Regions from separate parts of the Gadus morhua genome. Here region 2 is linked to region 1. The links are chromatin contacts, called in public Hi-C maps. All regions are on one chromosome and are shown on one strand. Each heading gives the region's core, a stretch centred on a gene start, on an enhancer-like site or on the middle of the called end of the contact. The rest is flanking DNA. Distances are from core to core; before and after follow the strand shown. Region 1 holds the start of snx14 (sorting nexin 14). Region 2 holds the start of LOC115534304 (kelch repeat and BTB domain-containing protein 11-like).

What was found. A called contact is a pair of places that touch in the nucleus more often than the background predicts.
Region 2: a contact with region 1 is called in a Hi-C map of blood, with 8 times the contacts expected there. The contact joins the promoter of LOC115534304 here to the promoter of snx14 in region 1. A contact is called at or near these places in 3 of 6 Hi-C or Micro-C datasets (blood, gill and heart).

Annotation. Positions count from the first base shown.
Region 1 is chr21:1,805,425-1,810,386 of gadMor3.0, forward strand. snx14 (sorting nexin 14) reads right to left here and starts at 3,182. Exons shown (of 28, transcript XM_030345128.1): 1 at 2,954-3,182; 2 at 2,564-2,716; 3 at 2,073-2,193; 4 at 820-896; 5 at 447-525; 6 at 277-320; 7 at 1-17. The coding sequence starts at 2,703. It overlaps LOC115534272 (heterogeneous nuclear ribonucleoprotein Q), which reads right to left. Exons shown (of 12, transcript XM_030345147.1): 12 at 3,589-4,962.
Region 2 is chr21:1,982,334-1,987,510 of gadMor3.0, forward strand. LOC115534304 (kelch repeat and BTB domain-containing protein 11-like) reads left to right here and starts at 2,170. Exons shown (of 1, transcript XM_030345194.1): 1 at 2,170-4,650. The coding sequence starts at 2,463. The coding sequence ends at 3,716.

The sequences.
Region 1 (4,962 bases), core at 1,932-4,431:
CATCGTCTGTGATGTCCCTGTGGGAGAGAGACACCCAATCAATACCGTCACCCTCTGTCGGTGCACACTAGTGGAGGGAGGGGGGGGGGGGAGAGAGAGAGAGAGAGAGACAGAGACAGAGACAGAGAGAGAGAGAGACAGAGAGAGAGACAGAGAGAGAGAGAGAGAGAGAGAGAGAGAGAGAGAGAGAGAGAGAGAGAGAGACAGAGACAGAGACAGAGAGAGAGAGAGAGAGAGAGAGAGAGAGAGACAGACAGAGCAGCGGTCCAGACTCACCTGTACCACGGGTACACAAAGTTTTCCAGCACCAGCTCAAACACCTACACACCAGAGAGACACAAACATGGCTGTGTTTGGGGATTGAACCAGAGTGAAACACACGCTAAACTAAGTTCTACGCATTCTCCGATTTGCCTTTTATAAGTAAAACAGAGTAACTTTAGTACCTCGGCGATGGAGGCGTCCACCTTGGAGTGGACCTTCAGGTCCAACCAGGGCTGATAGTTCTCCAAGAGCAGCGTGGGCCTGTTAACACAAACCACATCAGAACCGCAGTAGGAACGACACTACGGACTCAACTGCACTGCCTCGAACGACCACGAGGGGGCGCCGGGTCCCACTCTACACAACTCAACAGAGAAGTTCAAAGAAAAGATAGTTACCGCGTTATAATATAGCTTAGCTTTAGAGACACTTTCAATACACATTTTCAATGCATAACTGATGATTTCTTGTTGTTTTTAAAGTAATATTATATTTGAACAGCGTGAAAGAGCCAAGAAGAGGATAAGAATACATTAAGTGGATGGTTTGACGTACCGGTGTCGTTTACAGCGCACCTTGCCGCAGACGGCGCAACTGCTGCCGAGCGGGAACAGCTCCTGCTGCAGCGGCCGCTGACAAACAAACAGAACCACGTCTAAATCATACCCTTACAACAATAAAACATTATCAATGACGAAACGAACAGAACCACGTCTAAATCATACCGCAACAACAATAAAACATCATCAATGACGAAACAAACAGAACCACGTCTAAATCATACCCTAACAACAATAAAACATTATCAATGACGAAACGAACAGAACCACGTCTAAATCATACCGCAATAACAATAAAACATCATCAATGACGAAACAAACAAAACCACGTCTAAATCATACCCTAACAACAATAAAACATTATCAATGACGAAACGAACAGAACCACGTCTAAATCATACCGCAACAACAATAAAACATCATCAATGACGAAACAAACAGAACCACGTCTAAATCATACCCTAACAACAATAAAACATTATCAATGACGAAACGAACAGAACCACGTCTAAATCATACCGCAACAACAATAAAACATCATCAATGACGAAACAAACAGAACCACGTCTAAATCATACCCTAACAACAATAAAACATTATCAATGACGAAACGAACAGAACCACGTCTAAATCATACCGCAATAACAATAAAACATCATCAATGACGAAACAAACAGAACCACGTCTAAATCATACCCTAACAACAATAAAACATCAATCACGAAACAAACAGAACCACCTCTAAATCATACCCTAACAACAATAAAACATCATCAATGACGAAACAAACATAACAACGTCTTAATCATACCGCAACAACAATAAAATATGTTGTCAAGGACTCATAACATGCCTGCACTTAACAAAATAAGCCAGAATATGAGTGGAAATAAATACTAATACAATTAGAAGTTAGACACGCATGCACTTCAGAAAATGCTTGGGGCTAAGCCCCCAGCCCCCAGCCTCTAAATCGTAGTGACGTCCCTGGTCTAAATTATACCGTAACAGCAAAAACATCACCAATCAGCAGGTTTTACATCCATCTATGTTGGTCAATTAATAAAGAACATCAATTTACATTCTCAGCCACTGTGACCGCATGAAATCCACAATTGTATAACGTTTAATCAACCTGAAGCAATTATAAAGTAGTAATTAAACACCGGTGGGCCGGTAGTAAAAAGAAGAAAGTTGTATTTAAATTTAGTTTATCACATGTTTCCCCTGTTAAACCCCGAGCCTCACCTTGCTGCGGGGCCTATCGGTGAAGAGGACGTTGGGCAGCAGGGAGCCGGGCCCGAGGGAGCAGTAGAAGGTGGTGACGCCCGCCAGGAAGGACCAGAACACCAACAGAATGTGGATGTACCTGACGGGGGGGCGTCATGACAACAACCCGTCAATCAACTCACAAACACACATAACTCCACAACTACTTTTGTAGGTTGTATGCTCAACATGTACTTTGTTGCCGTGTTAATGGTTGGGAGAAACACAAAGTCTCCAAATGCGTCTCCACGTATTTGGAGACTTTGTTATTGTCTGGTGTGAACTGTGTGAATTCTGTGCAGTTTGAATCAGAGTGCGTGTGTGAGTGTACCTGCTTGTCTGTCTGTCTGTCTGTCTAACTATATAGAAAACAGATTACGATAGATATAGGAGGTGGTGTCCGGGGATCTACAGAGCTGCGCATGCCCAGACCTCAGCCCCTATCGGCTGACCACCTGAGCGCCGCTCACCTGTTGAGCAGCACGGTGAGCAACAGCAGGGAGGACAGTACGCAGCAGGACAGCGGGTACTGGCGGCCCGCCTCCCGGAGCAGGTCCACCTTCAGCCACCGCCTCAGGTGGCCCAGACATCTCCGGATCAGCCCCGCCATCACGACCCGGGACCTGCGGGTAGAGTGGGTCACCACAGCCGTCACATGACACCGCCACTTTAATAATAGTTGTACAATAAAGTAATAGGATAACTATTTCAGCGAGTTTATGCTAGGTTGAGTACACTGTGGGGCCAGATATCCCTCCCCATCTGGCAGAACTGATGAAGTATCGATGGACTAGTGGCGCTAAGCCTCCTGAACAGAGCGGACGGTGAGCGGTGTTAAACGGTATCAAACAGGGACGAACCGGACGGGTTGTGACGGCACCACGCACCGCGTCCCGCAGAAACACTCCGAGCGGTCACTGGTTACGATGGTTTCACCCGAGTAGGTTCTTCTTTTCCATGTTTTAAACTCCACCACTTCACTGACAGCCGTTTGTTTTCCAGTCTGGAGGACGAGTTCCGGTTTGGAGCGCCTGGTATGGGCTCCGGCAGGACCCGGATGAGTGGAGTCAGAGGACGGGGCGGGGCGGAGAGAAGTTCCGGTTGGGCGCGCCTGGTTGGTCCTTCGGCGGGATCAAGAGGAGCGGAGTCAGAGGACGGGGCGGGACGGAGGGCAATGTAATTACTAAACTTTTGTTCAATAATAATATAAAAACACAAACCAGAAAACATTGAAACCAACAGGCGCTTCATAAATTGACCTTTAACTGCCAACCTTCCAGAGGCTTTAAAACACGTAATCCCTAATCCAAAGGATTAGATAAAACAGAATAGTTTAGATATCAACATTGACTGATTCAATTATTTAGTGCATATGTTGAAAATAAAATAATTATTGGTATTCAAATTCAGTGGTGTGTAATTATGAGTAAACAAATCTCATGAAACCAAACGCTTAATATACATAGATAAAAAACACATAATTAACAACAAGACAAATGTTTTATTTAATAACTTTATTAGAAAAATAAGTTTACTTCGCCTCAATGTATAGTATAAAACAATGTATTTGCAAGAATGCAAACACCCGTTAGCCACATACACACAATAACCTTGTTTGAAATGATGTTGACGTAGACACGGAGTGCGGAGGATGTAACAGACATTGGACGAGTCAAGGACCCAACGTGAGTGACAGGACAACACAGCCAATAGCAGGGCCGCTACTGTTAATGATTACTTTAATAAGAACAAAACACGCAAAACCACCTCTTCCATGTTTTCCATGTGAAACTCCAGATGAACTTGGTTACATGACTGGATTTTTTAAGTCTATTTTTAACAATAAAAATACTGATACAACTACACAATGACAGACAGGCCATAATTAATTCTCAATTGAATCTTTTACGTATTAGAAATTAGTCAGCACAGAAGTGTAAATGTTTTAAAACACAAAAGCCCCACGTTTTGGAGTCCGAACAAAATGTTTTTTTTTTCCTATTTACCAAACCTTTTCTGTGCAGTTTTCCAATCTCAGACAAGACTTCAATACGAGTTCACACTTTGAAGGGGACATATACCACCAGGTGTGTTCTGATTCGCCGTTACAAGCCGTTTCGAAAATCTGCCCCATATGACATCACTAGTGGGCGTGTCCACCTAGATGTGTGCTGGATAGATCAGTCTACCAGCCTACCCAGTGGACTGAAGCAAACGTTGCTCAACTATCCAGCACAGATCTAGGTGGACACGCCCACTAGTGATGTCACAAGGGACATATTTTCGAAACGGCTTGTAAGGCTAATCACACTCACATCTGGTGGTATAATATGTCTCCTTTAAAAACAGAGCGGGTGAAGGTGACCCCTGGAAGCTCAGCACGCCTAGCTCCTCCCTTGCGGCCCGCCCTCACTCCTTACACAAACGCACCTCCAGACATCATTTTTTAGCACAAAAGCGTCGACTGGTGTGAATCATAGACGTTATAAAAAAAGTTAAGACTGAGCACCCATCGAGGAAGAACGAGGAAGACTTTGAATCTCCTCTCTACAGGGGGGGGGGGGCCCGCCGCCCACCGCACCGCCCACGGGTTCAAAGACTCGCAACCCGAAAACAAACACTAAAAAAAAAAATTATACAAAAACGAAAAAAAAAAAATTAAAAAAAACGCACAAAGTACACAAAAAAGAGACACACAATCTTGATAGTCTTCGCTCTCCAGAGCTCAGCAGCGAGGTCTGTCGACCTGATTGTTCAGGCTCATTGGATGAGGACCGTCCCACATCACGTCCGCACAGCAGGAGAACCGTGCAGCTCACCGGCGGCCAGGCAGGTGCTTGTGCATATTCACGAGGGGTTGGGGTTTGGG
Region 2 (5,177 bases), core at 920-3,419, 180 kb after region 1:
GAGAGATGAACTCTTGACCCAAGCTTGAAGCTCACAGGGACTACAAGATCCATCTGGGTATTTAGATTATCGATACATAAATATCTTCGATAGTTATGGACGTTCAGGGAGGGAGTATTGGTATGTGTATCGATCTATCACCATTTGATTAGTGATGTATTTGGACACACACACACACACACACACACACACACACACACACACACACACACACACACACACACACACACACACACACACACACACACACACACACACACACACACACACACACACACACACACAATGTGCATGATGCCCCCAGCTGAGTTAAAATATAATCGAATAATTAAGGAACTAAGAAGAGGTCTGGGCACTGGCGCCATCCATGAGCCACACTGCGGTACTGCAGCGGGCACATTACTGACATCGCAGCTGCTCCAACGTCATGTTAATGAAGTATTTTAAAAAGAGTTTGGTCAACTTAGTTGTAGTACTGGGCGGTAAAACAAGTAAAACTAGTATGGTAGGACAGTAATATTAATAATGCAAAGGATGTTTAAGATAAACCTGTATTGAACCAGACGGAGATATAACAGTGGTATGGTCTAGGTAGGATGCTCGCATTATCAGAACAGTTACATTCACGTTGAGGGCATTTAGCAAACGCTTTTATACAAAGCGTTTGGTACAGTAAGGATGTCAATAGAACCAAGTGCAAAGCCCGAACAATCACTGGATTAACCCATTCCCCGAATACAACAAAGATAACTAGGATAATAATCAGTATCAGTAGTTCTAGGCTACTTGTCGGTGTTATAATTATGTAACAATAATACAGTAGGCCTATTTAGTAACAAATAATAATGCTGAATATATAAAAAGATATAATAATACAATATATAATCATATATAATACAATTTATAGTAATAAATGATAGTAGACTGCCATCTAGCGGTCACACTGCGTCACTGCAGCGGACTTTACTACGACGCGGACGTTTGAAACGTGTTGCTCAAACACAACATGAAATGTGATTAAATAGGCCTCGATATTCAAGTCAATCTTATATCAAGAATAATAAATGAAGAAAAATCTAGACTTGAAACAATCCAACTAACAAATAAACAGATCTACATCCGTTCAAAAGAAAAAATTTAACCGACCTGAGACCTCCTCATCTGCGGTCGGCTCCTCATGACGTCATTAGAGGTGGACGGCGGCGTTTAGGCCGTTATCACCAATAAATAATAATTAATAATTAATCTATTTTTTTAACTTATGATATATTTGATTTAATGTAATTAATTGAATAATTCAATGCATCCGACCTACGTCAAATATCAAGAGTAATTTATCATTTCGTTATGATCGAGGTGCGCGAGACGAGATACAAGGGCTCGCAGACACCTGGACGCTGTCCGTGGACCTGAATAGAGAGAGCGAGAGAGAGAGCGAGAGAGCGAGAGAGCGAGAGAGCGAGAGAGCGAGAGAGCGAGAGAGAGAGAGAGAGAGAGAGAGAGAGAGAGAGAGAGAGAGAGAGAGAGAGAGAGAGAGAGAGAGAGAATATCAGATTGGGTTTGATGTTGCATATTAGACTCTACTCTATGATGATCATTCTAGTCTCTTGTTTTAATTTACATTGTATTATATTGCATTACATTATACTCGCCTTTATTGTATTATGATATATTCTAGTCTACTCTGCTCATTAACATTGTACTGTATTATATATAATTATGATCTATTCTGTTATATATTCTATAAATTCTATTATATTTGGTTCTGCACCATTATATTGTGCGGTACTCAACTCTATTATATATACTCTATTATGCTAAGTTCTAGTCTACTCTATTGTATTATAAACTCTTGTCTATTCAGGCCTGCTTTGATCTGGTTGATCACGTGTCCTCCAGGTGTCACTCTGCTGTAGTAAAACGCTGCGAGCTGCGGGCAGGTGAAGACACCTGCAGTTCTCTGCGTGTCGCACGGTGACGAAACCTAACAGCTTCTCCCGCCGTTCCCACGATCATGGCTGAACGAGCACGAGGAGGTGGAGGAGGAGGAAGAGGAGCAGGAGGAGAGAGAGAGAGAGAGAGAGAGAGAGAGAGAGAGAGAGAGAGAGAGAGAGAGAGAGAGAGAGAGAGAGAGAGAGAGAGAGAGAGAGAGAGAGAGAGAGAGAGAGAGAGAGAGAGAGAGAGAGAGAGGGGAGTAAGAGGAGGAGCAGCAGGAGGAGGGACTGTTCTCCTCCCAGGCTGTTGATACAGCAGTGCAGCGGGCAGGAGGAGCAGGAGGAGCCAGGGGGGCGGGGTTCAGCCCAGTCCGACCCGGGAGAGTCTGCGTGTGTAGCGGGAGATGGAACCGCGCGTGGACCGCGTCAGAGCGAACAGAGTCCGGCGGGGAGCGTGAGGCGTTGAAGGGAGGGAGGACCGGGGCGTATCGGTCACACTCTGGGCTCGTTCTGCTCCCTGAAGCACGCATGTTGGTGAGCAGCGACCGGGTCCCGGGGGGGACTCTCCCCGCCCCGCAGAACCCCGCAGAACTGGACGAGCTGTCGCCCCTTACGTCGGAGAACTGCTACGAGCGACTGTCTCTGGCCAAGAGGCAGGGCCTGTTGGACCTGAAGGAGCGCTGCTACGCCTTCATGAGCGACCACTTCCTGGCGGTGCTGCGGACCCCCGCGGTGTACGGGCGCCTCACGGCGGGGGAGCGGGAGCGCGTGCTGGCGCGGCGCCTGGGCGGCAAGAGGCTGCTGGCCGTGGCGGAGGTCGACGAGGCGCAAGACCGGGTGCTGGGGGGCGGCAGCAGACCCCCCAGCCGGGACAGCAGCCGACCCCAGAGCCCCCTGGACCCCCAGAGCCCCCTGGAGCCCCAGAGCCCCCCGGGGTCGAGCCCGTCCCCGGAGGACCCGCCGCAACACCGACGTCACATTTTCTGCTACGAGGAGCAGACAAAGGAGTGGCGCGCGCTGACCGCGCTGCCGGAGCAGGTGAGCACGCGCGGCGCGGGCATGTGCACGCTCTACAACTACCTGTTCGTGGCGGGGGGGCTGGTCAGGGGGGGCGGCGGCAGCAGGGCGTCGGACCGCGTCTTCTGCTACAACCCGCTGACAGACGCCTGGAGTGAGGCACGCCCCCTGGCGCAGGCGCGCGCTCAGCTTAAGCTCGTAGCCGTGGACGGCCACCTGTTCGCGGTGGGCGGAGAGTGCCTGTTCACGGTGGAGCGCTACGATCCGCGCGTGGACCGCTGGACCCCCGTGGCGGCGCTGCCCAGAGGCGCGTTCGCGGTGGCGCACGAGGCGACGGCGTGCGGGGGGGACCTGTTCGTGTCCGGCGGCTCGCTCTTCTACCGCCTGCTGCGCCTCGACGCGCGGCGCGGTGAGTGGGAGGAGTGCGCCTTCAACGACAGCCGGAAGAAGTCAACGGACATGGTGGCGCACGGGAGCTCAATCTACCGCTTCGACGTAAACCGCGCGCACGGCAGCGTGAACGTTTGCAAGTACAACACGGTGGTGAGGGCGTGGCATGACGGCGCGTCCCATGCGCTCGAAGCCGCGCAGCCGTTCCGCTGCGCCGTGCTGGGGGACCGCATCTTCTGCGTCAACAGGTCCCACGTGCTGCAGTTCGAGGTGGGCGGGGGCCGGGAGCGCTTCCTCCCGGAGGTCCTCGAGACCCCGGCCGGAGCCCGCGGGGCGCTGGTCCCCTTCGTCCTCTCTCTCGGCCAATCAGACTGAACCGCCACGCAGCACCGATAGAACCGACTATAAAACACCGAACTCGGTCCAGTAGGACTGATTCACTGGTCTGTAGGTCTCAATGCTTAATAGGGAACTTTATAACTGTTCCTTGACTTGAGTACGCATGCTCAGTCAATGGGCGAAGGGAATCTTCCACAGTGCCGTGTAGCAAGGCACTGCTGCACTATGACCCTCCATGACGTCTAGACTGTTTGACTTTATGAATGTTTCTGCTGCTTCGTGTTCTCTGGAGTACGACTTCTCTGGTGCAGTCCCTGTAACACTAATCCCCCTATCAATAACCCCCTACCCCCATATCAGTTACCCCCCTATCACTCACCTCCCCTATTACTAATCTCCCTATCACTAACACCCTACCCCTAACCCCCATATCAGTACACTAACCCCCCCTACCCTTAACCCCCCTATAACTAACCCCCCTAACCTTAACCACAATATCACTAACCCCCCATCATACGTAACACAAACCCCATTCGTCGTGTTGTCGACTTCGGTTTTTTTGGCGGGATGCTACACGCTAACCACGAGCCAAGCCTGTGCTTGCTAGCTAACATTATCTTAGAAGTGGTAACGGTTTGGTTCCTTTGGTTCAGATCAGCGTGTCCTGATCACCTTCTTTAGCGCATCCTGGGAAATACGCACCAGAAAAGTCCTGCTCCTGTTAATGTGGCCGAACACGAAAAGTGGCGGGTTCTAACACAGCTCCGCCCTCTCTCTCTTCCGAGGTTCCCTATTGGTCGATTATGACCAATAGCGTTCCTGTTTGTTTGAATGTCTAAACTTCTTATCTTTCTACGACTAACGTGCCAACTCTTCTACTCTTCTTCAGCGAGGCCTTTGAGCGAGGGAATGTCATTTAGCGTTCGCCAATGTAGCCTGGAAATAAAAAAAACCCTTTACTGGAAACATCCGCTGTGTTTACTACTTTGGTGTTTTGTTTGAACCCCAGGCGGTAAGCTACGTTTCCATGGAGACGGACCGCCCGGGGTTTATTTCCATGGAGATGCAGCAGGACCCAGCATGTCTGTTTATGTGTGTAACGTCCTTTTCTGGAGAAACCGGCTGAACAGTGAAAACTCTCCGATCCGGTCGAACCACAGCCTCACCACAGTCCTAGACCCAGAGAAAGGGCTTCTACATTTTTGTTCTAAGATATGAAGGTCCGTTGGTCTCTGACAAGACCAGCTGGGTGAGAGTTAAGGAGGCTGTGTCTCCACGGGACGCGTCTGCGGCCGATAAGGAGACTGCATACTGCGTCTTTAAAGAATTCAAACAACCCTCAGAAAATGTACAAACTAGAGGAAAATCATCATCAGAAGAAAGTTTGTAATGCCTTGTTTTTAGATTACTTTTATCTTTCGTTTTTTTAATATTTGGATTAATTACCAAGTTGATATTTTTTTATGTTCAATTTCGTAAGAAGACCCTAAATACAGA